Linked DNA regions of Mus musculus: region 1 is linked to region 2. A link is a contact called in public Hi-C data. All regions are on one chromosome and are shown on one strand. The core of a region is the stretch at or near the end of the contact, and the rest is flanking DNA. Distances in the headings are between cores, read along the strand shown.

Evidence for each region. A called contact is a pair of places that touch in the nucleus more often than the background predicts.
Region 1: a contact with region 2 is called in a Hi-C map of myocytes, with 3 times the contacts expected there. The contact joins two enhancer-like sites. A contact is called at or near these places in 2 of 484 Hi-C or Micro-C datasets (the G1E-ER4 cell line and myocytes).

What each region holds. Positions count from the first base shown.
Region 1 is chr2:174,794,359-174,802,064 of GRCm38.p6, reverse strand. No RefSeq gene overlaps it. Among named protein-coding and RNA genes, the nearest start is that of Edn3, 38 kb to the right of the region's middle. Within about 2 kb of position 4,849, at least 4 of the 459 cell types and tissues checked have an H3K27ac peak or open chromatin away from gene starts, as enhancers often do. A contact at or near this core is called in myocytes, where this site is marked.
Region 2 is chr2:174,392,047-174,399,359 of GRCm38.p6, reverse strand. No RefSeq gene overlaps it. Among named protein-coding and RNA genes, the nearest start is that of Nelfcd, 20 kb to the left of the region's middle. Within about 2 kb of position 2,454, at least 4 of the 459 cell types and tissues checked have an H3K27ac peak or open chromatin away from gene starts, as enhancers often do. A contact at or near this core is called in myocytes, where this site is marked.

The DNA.
Region 1 (7,706 bases), core at 3,600-6,099, 400 kb before region 2:
CCTTCCATCCATCCATCCATCCATCCATCCATCTATCCACCTATCCACCACCAATCCATCCACCTATCCACCACCAATCCATCCATCTATCATCCATCCAGTCAGCCACTCAATAACATCCATTTATCTATCCACCATCCATCATCCATCCATCCATCCATCCATCCATCCATCCAGAAGACAGGTAGGCACACACACACACACACACACACACACACACACAACCTCAGTCCTTAAATTCTAGGAACAATGGCCCACACACTCTGCTCTCATCCCTCTGTGTGAATTCCCTCCCCTGCTTGGACGCAGCAGTTTTTCCTGTGACTTTTCCGTCAAGATTTCCATTTTCCAAGAAGCTTTCCCATCTCCTTCCCGGATACCAAGACTGAATAGTGGTACTGGGGAGACAGTTGCTGCATTATCTCAGAAAATCCATACACAAGGAAACCTGAACACTAGGAAGTTGAATAACCTGCCTTGGCCATCAGGCATTCACCGTGGAGCCAGGGGATGTTTCTGGTCACACTTTCCATTGGCCAGGAGGCCCCAGCCTAAGCTCTACAGTCTCCAGAATTCATCTCGAGGGCGCTCATCATATCTTGATGTCTCTCAGAGTGTTTTTTGTTTTTTGTGGGTTTTTTTTGTTTGTTTGTTTTGGTTTTAGTTTTGGTTTTGGTTTTTGGTTTTTGGTTTTTGGTTTTTGGTTTTTGGTTTTTGGTTTTTGGTTTTTGGTTTTTTTGGTTTTTGGTTTTGTTTTGCTTTGCTTTTTGTTTTTGTTTTTGTTTTTGTTTTTGTTTTTGTTTTTTGCTGTCTAGACACTTCTACCCAAAGCACCAGATTCTTAAGGAGAGCTGTCTCCAGAGTGCTGGCCAAGCCCTAGGTCTGGCACCCAGTATTTTTACATAGTTGTGGACAGGAGGTCCTTTTGGATGCAGGCCCTTTGAGCTGTCTGAAGGATTGGCTGGAGGACTTTCTTTTCATCAGCATCCATCTCTCCAACCGCTCGGTGGCCGACACCCTAGCCTGCCGTGCTGAGTGCAGATGCCCATCACCACCAGCAAGGCTCTCCCAGCACATGTACTCTAACTAGATGCTAGTCAGCACAGGTTCACAGCCCATGTTCTTCTGAAAATTCAACTGCTTCAGGAGTCTGGTCTGATCTGGGGGCATTCCCAAAGCTCAGAGAGCAATTCCACAGCCAGACCTTGTCCTCTGGGCTTCAGGGAAGGCCATCTTTTTCTCCACTCATGCTCCACAGGTGCCATCCTAAAGCACTAATGCATCCTAGTTCACACAGATGGCACCATCATCCCATTCAGAAGGTCGCAATTATCTCACATCACAGGTGGGGAAATCAAGTCAGAGAACCACTGATCTACAGCCTAGGGCTCCCAGACCTCCCCTGGTGTCTTGAACTGCATGCCAGGACTAGAATATTTCTGTGACATTCACTTCTGGAAATCCCCATTAAGGCCACACAGTCACTGCACAAGAAGACAGGACTTGTATTCTTTACTTACCTGTTTGTGACGTCAAGTAAACCTCCATCCAAGGATGCCTGGAGAACTTAAAAGGGATCTGTCAATTGTTGCTGTCACTTAAGCAGTGTTTGCTCCTAGGTATTTCCTGATGTTAAGTAGCCTGCTGGATATCTCTATAATCAAAAGCTGGAGTGTGAATATTTTTAAGCTCTTTGTTCGTTTTGACAAACTGTATCTGTACGGATCGTTTCAGTTTGTGTGTGTACCAGTAAGTCATGTGAACGACAGCTCCCTTTGTCCTGTGGCTGGGGTTAAAAATGCCAAAATAAGTTTTATTACTTAAAAAGAAAAGGTTTGTTTTTCACTAAGTACGAAAGGATAAAGCCCAGGAGGCTGATGTCTCTCATGCTATGGGGATAGCCTCCTTTTGATTTAGAATTGCCAGCTAAAAGCATGGGCCAACATAGTCTTTGAATTTCAGACAGTGATTGGTTTCTCAGCACATGTCCCAGTTGCTGTGTGAAACATACTTATACCGACATTTTCCTTATTCTTCGTCTGAGATTTAGGTTCACTGAGTTTGCTTTACTTTTATTGGTTAAATCTGGAACGCCTTTGTGAATATGTGTCTAGATTAAAACAAAAACAAGCAGGAATTAATTTTCTCACAGTTCTAAAATTCAAGGTACAATAGGAATAGGTTATGTTACTTTTCTTTTGGGGAGGGGGCAGTGTCCAGACAGGCTTTTGCTGTGTAGCCCTGGCTGTCCTAGAACCCACTCTTTCTGCTCTGTCCTCAAACTCAGAGATCTGCCTGCCTCTGCCTCCTAAGTGCTGGGATTAAAGGCGTGTGCCATCACTGCGTGACATTGTTTATTTATTTATTTTTAACCAATAGAGAAGGCATAACATTGTTTGTATTAATGGGTTGCCACATGACATACACTCATATAAATAAAGTAAAAATTTTAAATTAATATTTAGAAATCACATGATTTTTAACTTTTTATTTTATTTGTGGAGTTATAGACAGTTGTGAACACCATGTGAATGCTGGGAATTGAACCCAGGTCCTCTGGAAAAACAGTAGGTGCTCTCAACCACTGAGTTATCTTTTCCGGAAACACCCCCATAGAATTTTAATGCATATATTATTTTGCAATGTCTAAATCAAGGTAGACTTATCCATTTCACCCAACATTGGATCATTAGTTCTGATGAAAACATTTAAGACTGACTGACTGACTTACTTAAGTGGTTGATGGATCGGTTGGCTAGTTAGTTAGTTAGTTAGTTAGTTTAGTTGGTTAGTTCTGAGGCAGGCTGTCCCTATGTGCTCCAGGCTAGCTTTGAACTCTATAGCCTGCTCTCTCACCTTTCTGAGTACCAGGATTACATAAGTGTGCTATCATACCCAGCTAAGTGTGCCTACTTTTATTTATCTCCTTTTCCTTTTGAACAGGAGCAGCTGTGCACAATAGGCCCTTGGGGATGAGGCCTCACTCCATGCCACAGCCATATATTTCATCCCCTCTGCCTTGACGTGTTTCACCCCATGACCCTGTGTGCAGTGACCTGACGTATGGTAGTGATATGTGATCTTAAATCTTTGTTATTTGATCCTCCGGAGGATTTAGCCCTCTGGGTCTAGCATGAAGTCCTTCATCTCTGGTTCTCTGGGTACCTTCATGTTGGTGCTATGTGTTGGCAAGAGGCCTCTGGTTTCATAGACACACTCATTTTTCATGTCAAAAGATAGAGACAGAAGCCCTTAACTCCTGTCCAGTCCATCTGCACAGCCTGTCTGAGTGGAGAAGACCTTGTGGTACAAGAAGCCCAGTGAGTACCTATTGTCTGTGACCTTACTTATGACAACATCATTATTTCTGGTGTCATTTGAATGCTGTGGAGTATATACATATTCATGTGGTGTACACACATGTACGTCTTGTGAAGGCCAGAGGTCAATGTCTGGTGTCTTCCTTGACTGGTCTCCATTTGACTTTTTGAGACAGGGTCTCTTACCAAACATAAATCGCCAACACTAGCTGACCAATGAGCTTCAGGGATCAGCTTGCCTTCAGCCTGCTCAGTGGTGGCCTTTACAGCCTCCTGGCACCTTGTCTGCCTTTGAGGTGAATGATGAGAATGGGCACGCAGGTTCTGATTGCTTAGACGGTGGGCATTTTACCAGCTGAACTGCCTCCCCAGCCCCTTGTATGGCTTTAAAACAGGAATGAGAAGAAAGCCACCCACCAGAAGACTCACTGGCAATTACCTTATTAATTTATAACAGAGCAACAGATGCTGTGGATGGCAGGGAGGGAGCTTGTCCCAGTAAGTGGGCATGTCCCATGCAAGCAGGATTAGGCTCCTAATTTGCTTTTTCATAGATAATTCGAAACGATGATCCAGTCCACACCCTGTCAGAACAATTATAAACTCTGAATTTGTGGAAGCCACATCACACTGTTGACCATTTACTACTGCAGGTGCAGAAAGTGACATCAGAGGATGGCTCCATCAGCTACCACTGCAAACAGGATACACTCTGGTCTTCTGGGCTGTCAGTCCTGAATCCTGGAAGGCTTCCAGACTGAACGCCCATCTCCCTAATCCTTTCAGCAAATGGTCTATTCCCCCATTCTTTTCCCACAGTCCCCAGCCCTGGGAAGGGGATAAAGACTAGGCCTCAGTGACAGGAGTGGGAAAAACTTGGTAAGAGGAACAGGTGGCGCCACCTGTGGCCAGCTCCAATTCCAACCCCACAGCTGCAGTTCAGCTGCCTTCGAGGACCCAAATCCCAAGGTCTTCTGAGGCTTTTCCCACCATCTGGGCCCAGGAATTCCAATGCCCAGAAGTCCCTTCCTAGGCTACAGTGTCCTATTTCAAATACTCCAGTGTCCACAGAAAACCCATTCACAGCCCCTCTAGTCCTGAGTCCACACGGTTTAATTGCTCTAACAGGGAATGGGGGTGTTTCAAAGTTCTGAGAAAGATCTGTGTCCTTGTCCTTCCATGTCTTGGGTTACTCATTTGTTAGTAGTATAACAGCCTGGATATTTGACACCAGAAAGGGGACTACAGGGTAACTTTATTCCTGAGGAGACCCCAAACTGCCAGCCAAATCTTCTTTTCTTTTTCCCTCCTATCCTCTTCCCCGCCTCAATTTAAAAAATGGTCTTGCATCATTAATTAAATTATTAGACATATTTCCCCTGAAGATAAGCTTGGTTCTGAGTCCTGGACACCAACCAACACAAGAAGAATGGATGCCATTTCCTGAGGGTGCTCCCAAAGAAACTGGAGCCCTGAGGTTGGTTCACACGCTTAGACAACAGCTGGTCAAACATGGCAGCAGAGACTACTGTTTGCCAGTAGTCAGCACTTCTTGACCACCAGGGGCAGTATTTGCACATTGATCCTGCACAGCCTGAGGCTGGGAGAGGCCTTCCGGCCCATCTACACATTGTATCCTTGCCCTAAGGTCAAAGTAGCAAGGTAACATGGACTACTCAATAAGAACCAAACAAAATGTGAGTGGAGTGGAGTCATAGTTCCCAGAGGGAATAAACACTCCCTTAAAATAGGACACACAATGCTACAGTTGCTCCTGGGCTGTGACAGATACAAATACGTTTAATTACCAATTCCCCTCTTTTCCATGCCTATGCCCTTTAGGTAATTGTCTGGCTCCTTGCTACTAGGAGGTAGCTTTCCCCCATGCCTCTTGATTAGAAATGCCTTGCCACTTACTTTGAATAATTCAAAGTGGAAGCATCTTGGATCCGCAGACCATTTGCTTTCTTCTCACCAATGCCTCTGTCTCAACCTTAAGGAAAAGCCCAGGGAAACTTTCTGAAAGATGAATGACTCCATGAAGCAGAGTCAAGTCACCCTTGCCAAGGCCACACTGGATCATCCAGTCAAGCTACCCTGCAGACACCCAGAAGTTCCAGCAGAGATCACCAAAGCATTGCTCAGCTAAGCAGACCACCCCATGACCTATAGACTTGGGGGAGAGGAACTTTACTTTTGTAAACGGTGTGTAGCTGTCTTCCAGGTTGCCTATGATCACCAGCCCCTCGAATCAGAATACACTCAGTGATCACTGAGAGGTGGCCCTCACCTGATGTACCCTATGAATATTTCATGTGGAGAGAGAGGAGAGGCTCATGGGCATGTCAATAATCAAAAGACCACCATCACAAGGCCAAGCATTTCCCTGCACTTATCTAAGAAGTAAAAAGCTGGCCAAAGACAGACTCTTTGATGATACATCTTTTCCTTAGTGTCTTTGCTGTGGTGGATAGGACTCATAGCTGGTCACAAGTCACCACACTTCTTTAAGAAACCCCAATAAGTTCATTAGTTCACCAGGCTGGACTTGGATGGAGCCCCATCTGTGTTGGAATGGACAGATATCCTGTTAAGTCATCCAAGAACTTAGACAGGAACTTGTTCCTTTTTTAAAGTTGGGGGTGCTTCTTTTTTTTTATTAGACTCATTCATTTTTATTCTATGTGTGAGTGTTTTGCCTGCACACGTGTATGTGTACTATACCCATGCTTGGTGCCCATGAAGATTAGAAGAAAGTATCGGATCCCCTGGGATTGAAGTTAGAGATGGTTGTGAACCACCATGTGAGTAGGTACTGGGAGTTGAACTTGGGTCTTCTACAAAAGCAGCTAGTGAGCTGAACTGCTGAGCCATCTCGTACAGGAGGACCTACAGTAAAGCAGCATGGAGAGGACAGAAAGAGAACATAAACATTCAGCATTCTGCTTCATCTTCCAAAGCTGATCAAGCAAATTTAGCCAACACTTGGACAATAAGAAGCAATGGTGGCCACCCAGAGCCACTGTACCCCCGAGGCATGTCCTTCAAGGTAAGTTACTGTTGCCCAGGAGCCTTTTGAGGGCTCAAATAAATAGAGTCTATTGGATCTGGAGTTCAGAACAAAGTAAAGGACAGAGAAAACAACCTTGCATAACAAAATTGAGAAATTCTTCATCAAGTCCCTTGAAAACATAGCATTAGGGCAGTAAGCAAGCTGTAACTCTATTAATATGCAATCATATGAGTTGAATAAAATTTAATGTGTACAAGCCAAATGAATAATTCCTCCCTAATAAAATCCAAAATTAAAAGAAATCATGAGGAAATTCAAATTATTATCTTTGCCACTTGTACTATGCCAAACTCCACACACAGTTACAAAGAAAAATAATCTACTTTGCAGAGCATTTTATGCCACTTCCCAGTAGCCATTCAGTGTGGGTTATGTATCCACCCTCTCATCTACTCAATGTGCCTTGGCTTCACACAGCAGGCAGCCCAGCAGATGTCAGTCCCCAGGGCCTGTGGGACTCTTAGAAGCCCTAGGGAAACTTCTTCAGATGGAAACACTACAAACATGGGCAGAGGGGAGCTAGCTCAGTGGCACAGTGCTTGCTTCAAAGGAGCAAGGACCTAGGCTTGATCCCCAAAAGCTAGGTGAAAGCGTGAGGTATGGTGGCTCTTGCTAGTGATTCTAGTTTAAGGAGTAGAACTGAAAGATCCCTGGGATTGGATATCCAATCAGCCTAGTCAGCAAGAGACTCTGTCTCAGCAAACAAGGTGGATGACTCTTGAGGAAGAATAGTTGAAGGTGATCATCTCTGGCCTCCACATGTACACACAAACTTATGTATGTATGCCCCCTCACCTCTCACACATATTCAACCACAGGATTAAACACACACACACACACACACACACACACACACACACACACACACACACACACACCACACTTGAGACATGTACTATATGTATACATGAAGAGACATATGTGAGAGTGAAGGTAATTGACGAAGACCAGCAAGGAGTGGCTCATCAGGGCACAGGTATCTGTTCTGCACCTATCTGCAGAGGAGCCTTCCTACATCCTGGCTGCATAATAACCAATCACCTAGCACCTGGGCAATGCTTCTTTTGCTTACTTCCTTTCCCACTAGACTCCAAGTCCCACAAGGCGAGGACCATCTTGGCTCATCTCTGTGTCTTCATTCACTCAACAGATGTTCACTGGGCTCAACCAAGTACCAGGTGCTCGTCTAAGCAGCAAACAGAGCACACACTAGCTCCACCTTTGGCAAACAGGGAGGATGAGAAATAATCCCAAAGGCAAGGTAAGCTTGCCCAGGGGATATTGGTGAATTAGTAATGGTGTCTCTGTCCTCA
Region 2 (7,313 bases), core at 1,205-3,704:
TGCACATGCACACACACATACACACACATGCACACAGACAGACATGCATGCACGCACACACACATACACACTCCTGAGCATGCAGACACACAGATACAGACATGCACATGCACACGCACACACACAGACATGAGTGCATACACACACATAGATATACATGTTCCTGAGCACGGAGACACACATAGAGACACGCACACACACTGCTGTTTCCCTTTATCTTCACGTGGATGTCAAGACTCCCTGACACCCACTGACACTGAAGAGACACTGAAGGAACCCATCACAAGGGATTAAACAATAGGTCCTGGCTTCCTTGGGTTTTGATTTCCTCAATCCAAGCCTCATTTCCGTTGATCTGGACTTTATTTTATGGTCAGAGACTAGATGGGCCACCCATGGTTTTAATTCCTGGGAACTCTCTAATTAATTAACCATGGTGAAAGCTCTCTGGGCATTGTACCACTTTGTGAAACCAAATAAGCTTGCCTGCCTTGCTGCCAATCATGATAAGTAAGTCTACTTTGCTTCTGGCACATGATGAGGGCCTCCTTGGCCAAGTTACCCACTGTGTTCATCTCCATTGAGGTCAGGGATGTGGTCTCCGGCGTCCCTGTCAGAGCCCACTCCATAACACACCATCTTCCTGCCAACCTAGTCCTCAAGGCAAAAGGACAGACAACCCCAGGCTGTCTTGGAGACATAGCAAGGTGGGGTAGTGGAATGAGTGAGAGCCACAGGGCAGCTCCTGTTGGCTGTTCTTGTGTCCTAACATCTTTGGATTCTTTTCTTGATCTTATGCCAAAGCATGTCTCTAGCCCTCAGCTGTTCCATCTTGTCAAGGACTTTCTTCTTCAACCATGGCTCTGAAGAATGAACCGTGCTAGTGGCCGGAAAAAGTGTGGAACTCAAGGTCACCATGTGAGTGGATTAAGCTGGATTCAGAAAGACAAACGCTGTAGGCTTTCTCTTAAATGTGAAATCTAGAAGGTGGGTCCACCATAGTCCACACAGACTCACTTGGAGAGTAAGTCTGGGAGGGTTCAGTTTTCAGTTGTCTGACGTCTACTTGCCTTCCACTGGAGAGGGTTTTCTATTAAATGTTTTCTTTACTATACATACACACATATAATGTGCGTGGATCCAGTCTCCTTTCCCACTCTCACCTTCAATTCTTCCCCTGCGCCAGCTCTCGCCTCCAGGCTTCACATACCCCATACACTGAATTTCTCACTGAGTCCCTGTGGTGCTGTGTATGCATGGTATGGAGCACCTCCTGGAGCACAGGGAGCATCTCAGGCCCACATTCCTGACGAAAGCTGACTGTCCCAGCAACGATAAATTGCCAGTGGCTCATCTGATAGGGATGGGACTTTATAATGCCCCAGCCCATGCTGGTATTTTGGCTGATTTGCTTTTATACTCATAGGAATCACCACTGGGACTATTGCAGTTACCAGGAGCCAACGGCATTTAAAAAAGATGAGCAGGTATCCTTCATGCTACATCAAGAAAAGACCAAAGTAGTCTTTCTTGTGCTTGTAGAGTGTAACCAGTATGGCTTGTATTACTATGGGATTGCATGGAGATATGTGGTGCTTCTTCTGCAATGACGTCATAGCTAAACAAGTGGAGACTGGAGACATTAGCACTGCAGATCACATCGCTGTGAGATTTCATCACAAAAAAATCAAAACGAGGGCTGGGAACACAGTGCGATGAGTAAAGCGCTAATAGCTCAAGTATGTGGACTTGGGTTCAAGTCCCCAGAACTCAGTAAGACCTGGGTGTGGCAGCACATGCTTGTAACACTAGCACTGGGGTAGAGCAAAGACAGGCAGATCAGGGGCCGAGAGGTGCGGGGGGTGGGGGGGAGTCATAGGTCAGCCAGACTCAGAAACAGCAAGCACCAGATTCAGTGTGCACACACATGCACACCACACACATGCACACCACATATGCACACACACATGCACACCACACATACACACCACACATGCACACACACACACACACATGCACACACAAACATGCACACACACACATGCACACACTCACATCAGGCATACACACATGTACACCCCACACATATGCATACCATGCACAGTATATATGCCTATGCATACCACACACACAGACACACACACACGCACATCACATCACATCACATCACATCACATCACATCACATGGTAATGCACACCATAAAGAAACACACAAAAATGACAAAGCCCCCCTATGAGAATGAGTTTGCAAGCATCTATTTGCCAGCCAATTAGGAAGGCTGTTGATATATTTGAGTTCATGGAAAAATTGAAACAGCCAAATAAATGTATCCAGGGTTGGGGGGGGGGGGAGACGGACTTGTTTGAAAATATTGGCACACATGGAGAATGGTGACTCGTCCTTTAAAAACGAGGCCTACTTTGATGTTCAGCTGTTCTCTGGGAGCTCCGTGCTGACTGTGGAGTACAGGCTGAAGAATTTGCCTCCATGAATAGTTTGCATGGAACAACAACAGGTGAGGGTATTTTTAAAGAAGCTGAAGAGGGGCCGGGGTTGGGGCTCCATTGGTGAAAGACTTGCCTGACATGTGGGAGCCAGGCGCCATTTCCCGGTACTGCACATAGACGTGAAGACCTGGTCTGCTGCTGTTGGAAAAGCTAAGGGCTGAGAACTGCTCGCATCAATCGTTTCTTACAAACCTGAACAGCTCAGTAAAGACTCTGGTTCAAAATGAAGAGGAAGACAAGAGGGGGGCTGAGAGGAAGATTAATCACTTGGAAGTGGACACTCCTAGGATGAGTGACAGCTGAACAGGCTTAGCTGAGAAGCACATGCCGTCTTCAGAAATGCAAGGACCTTAAGCCTAAGGAAACTTGTATCATTTACCAGTAGTTATTTTCGGGAAAGTATCTGAACCATTCAAGTGTGTGTTGAGCCAGCACTATTAACGCTGGGTTTACGCTTGTGGACTTCAATCAGTACCATGGTGTTCTGTCCAGATCAGGTAAAACACCTCAACTTGCCATATCACACAGATATGGAGGGCTTGTTAAAGTTCGGAAGTTTTATTGAGATGTTTTGCGCTCAGAGAGAAGACTGAAGTTTCTCTAAAGCAGAAGGGCTCTCTTTCACTAGCTATTATAATAAGTGTTTGGAAATTAGATTTTACTGTATACTTAAAATGTTTCTTAATAGCCCCAGGCAAATTAGAAAGGCAGATCCCTGCTCATCAGCAGAACCTATATTGCGGCAAAGATGCCTTGGCTTCACTGATATTGTTTGAATGACAAGTCAGTTTAAGCTTTTTATACTCGTCCCACATCACTGAAGGTTTAGACACAGGGCTTGGTGGATCGCTCAGTCGGTAAATTGCCTGCGGTGCAAGCATGAGGAGCTATGTTCAGATCTGCAGCACCCACAGAGAAAGCTGGGCAGGCAGGCAGCATGCACCTCTGACTCCTGCCACGGGGTGGGGGCGGGCAGAGATGGGAGGGAACCTGTAGCTCATTAGCAAGCTATACTCGAAGAATTGATGAGATTTGGTGAGAGACTCTGTCTGTAAACATAAAGGTAGAAAAGTTGAGGGCCTTTAATAACACTTGACATTAATCACACTAACACATGCACATACATACATACATACATACACACACGCACACACGCACACTCACCCATACACACAGAAATAAACAAAATTTAAATACATTTTTTTAGATTTATTTATTTATTTATTTATTTATTTATTTATTATATGCAAGTACATCGTAGCTGTCCTCAGACACTCCAGAAGAGGGAGTCAGATCTCATTACGGATGGTTGTGAGCCACCATGTGGTTGCTGGGATTTGAACTCCTGACCTTTGGAAGAGCAGTCGGGTGCTTTTACCCACTGAGCCATCTCACCAGCCCATTTAAATACATTTTTAAGAATTAAAAGTAGGGCCTGGAGAGAAGGCTCAGGAGTTAAAAGCACTTGTTTTTGCAAAGAATTGAAGTTTGAATCCAGGCATCTTCAACGTGTGCCTCTTAGCCATCTATAACTCCGGTTCTAAGGGATCCAACACCTTCTTCTCACCTCTGTGAGGACCTGGCTTCATTTTCTGCACCACACACTCTTACAAGACCTACACATAATGCACATATATACATGCAGGCAAAACACTCATATATATAAAATAAATCAATCGAATATCATTCATATATATATGTGTATATATATGTGTGTCTGTATATATATATATGTGTGTGTGTGTGTGTGTGTGTGTGTGTGTGTGTGTGTATATATATATATGACGAATATAATTGAACATGTGTCGGGGAAGCTCTCTATCACTACACAAAGTCCCAGTAAAATCATCTGTGGAGCCCACACCCATGAAAACACTACTGGTAAGTAGTATTTCTCAGAACTTGATAGGCAAGGAAAGAGATCTCCATGCTTCTAAACTCAGTTGACTTGTAACAGAGGTACCTCAGTACAGTCTGCAATTTCAAGGGATTAATATGGAAAGGGATGACATGCTAAAGACAGACCTCAAGAGAAGACTGGAATGGACAAACGTGAATCCTCTGTGACGAGTAAGCTCAATTAAAATCCTTCCCCCAACTGAGGCCAGTAATGCCGGCGGCTGTCACCAGGAAAGCACACTTTCAAAGGTGGACGCATCAAACCTCACCTACACCTCACACTGCATAAATTATTAAATTTAGGGGAAAAAGTACTTCGGGGGGGGGGCAGTGAAATGGTTCCAGGAGTAAGGACATTTTCATGCACAAGTTTAGTGACCAAACTTTATTCCCAAACCACATAAAGGTGAAAGAGAGAACCAACTCCACCTCTCTGTCTGTCTGTCTGTCTCTCTCTCTCTCTCTCACACACACACACACACTGAATCAATTTTTAAAAGGATTTTTGGGGGTGGCAATGTTCACTTGGTAGTGTAGTGTTTGTCTGTCGTTTGTAAAAAGCCCTGATTTGGAACCCTAAGGTGGTATGAAACTAGACATTGTGGTACAAGCCTATAATCCCAGAACCTGAGAGGTAGAAGCAAGTGGATTATGGGTTCAAGGTCATCTTTTGTGAGGCAGTGAGTTCAAGGCTAGCCAGGGCTACATGAAATCTCATCTCATAACTTGTTTTTAAACCAACTTTAAAGCAGCGATGTTTGTGGAATGTCAGGAAGGGACTATTAAATGATTTCAAAGTTCTCCCCTAAAAGGGAATCCACATCCTTAGAGCTCTGAAAATTAGCTTCAGTTCGTAGCAATCTGGAGACTCGAGGAGAAATGGCTGGACTGGCTAAAACCGATGAGATCGCAGCACTGTAGCCTGCTGGATCCCCATTTCTCCTTCCTGGGCTCTGCAGTAACCTTGAGAGAGTGAAGTCATACGTGACCGGGAGCAGAGAGAGGCAGACCTGTGGAGGAAACCTTCAGAACCTGGCTCCTAGGCACAGTCATCATCCCACCTCTGGACAGACTGCATTTGTGTTGACTGGGAACCTGGAGCCTCTCACAGAAAGCTTTTTCCTCCGGGACATTTGTTGAAACCATTAGAGGCTGTGACGGCTCCTGCCTGAGCGAGCCAACAGCCCTGGGTGCTAACTAAGTGGCTCACCAATAAGCTTGAAGGTAGAGACTAGAGCAAGCAGCTTCCTGCGTTTGAAAGCACATGTCCAGGGTGGGGCATGTGCCTGAGGTCTGATCTTCTGCAAGAATGACCTGAGGAAGTTCCACAGTTCTGAGCTGACTCACCTTGATGCTCTGTCCTGTCTGTGAAGGAAGTGAAGGCTAGGGCTGAGCTGTCAGTGGCCTTCAGAATTATCGAGGACATGACGCAACAGAAGAGCCTAGCCACCAAGCAAAGACTGGGAGATTTTCTGATTACAAAACTGGAGTGGACTCTCATAAATAACTGACCAGTAAATGGAGGTTCTGGGACCTCATTGCCAAACACCAAGGACCTGGAGACTTCGGGGCTGGTGGTGTGGCTCAGCTGCTGGAGTGCTTCTGAAGCATGTGTGAGGTTCTGGGTTCGATCCCCAGCACATGAATCAGCTGTGTTCTGCAGGCTTCCTTCCCTCAGGAAGATCAGGAGTTCCATCAACCTTGGCTATGTAGAGAGTTTGGGGACAGCCTGGGCTATGTAAGACTCTATGTCAAGAAGGGGAAAAAATAAATGGGTTCTTTCCCTTAAACAATATATAATAATCAACTGAAGATGATCGGAGACCCTTATGAAAGGGCTAAAATAATAACATTTTTCAGAGAAAATGTAGATGAAAATTGCTGTGAAATTAGATTAGCCAGCAGCATCTTAAACATGACATGGAAAGTACAATCAGCTACAGAGAAATTATTAAACCATACATACTTACTAATTAAGAAATGCCAGCGCTTCGGAGAACAGAACACAGAAAGTAGAGGTACAGTCCAAAAAGAGGCCCTGGCGATCCACTAATCAGAGTCCTGGGGAGCGCAGCGAAGTCTCCTGTGTGGGCTGGGCAAGAACTCTGAGAACTCCACAGGGAAAAGACACATGACGCAATTTAGAAACAGCCCCAGGGTACGACGGTGGATTAGACACCCTGCCCTTTCACATCTTCATGAATCTGAAATAAAAAGAGAAGTCTGTGGCTGTACTGGGTGGGCAGACGCCGGAGGTGGGGGAGGGGGTGGGTGGGAGGGGTTGGGGGAGGGAATGGAAATAGTCAATGTTAGACTTTAAAAGAAGTGCGGACCCTAGTGTAGCATGGTAAGCACAACTGCAGAGAGAAGGGAATTCATCCAAGCAAAAGAGGAAAGGCAAAGCTGGGGAAGGGCCATAGGAACATGGTCAGGTACCTACAAAAGTCTAGCTTTACACAGGAGAGTTGCAGATGCAGAAGAGCGGAGAACAGTCCCCCACATTGGAGCATGCTCCCTGCTGCTCAGGGGATAATCACCATCACAGCTCTTACAGTCAAGATGCTTAGCCAGAAAGACCAGAACTCCCCGCATTGTTAGCTCTCCAGACCTTAAAGGCCCCTGACTAAGTGAGCAAGCACCCACTGAATGATCTTGGAACCAGGACTTGCACTCAGATTCACAGGCCCATGCTCACTGGGTGGGAAGTGCTAGCCATGAGAGCCATGCGGCAGTGGGAAGCTGGTCTAAACTGGCAGAGATGCAAGAGCAAACTGGGACACAGATTCCAGGGTAAAAACACAGGAAACAGGACAAGGCAAGGTCACATGACTCATACAAACCTCATCATGCCTTAGTAATGGGACCCAAGATGCTGAAATATCCAACAAAGAAATAGCACCAGTAA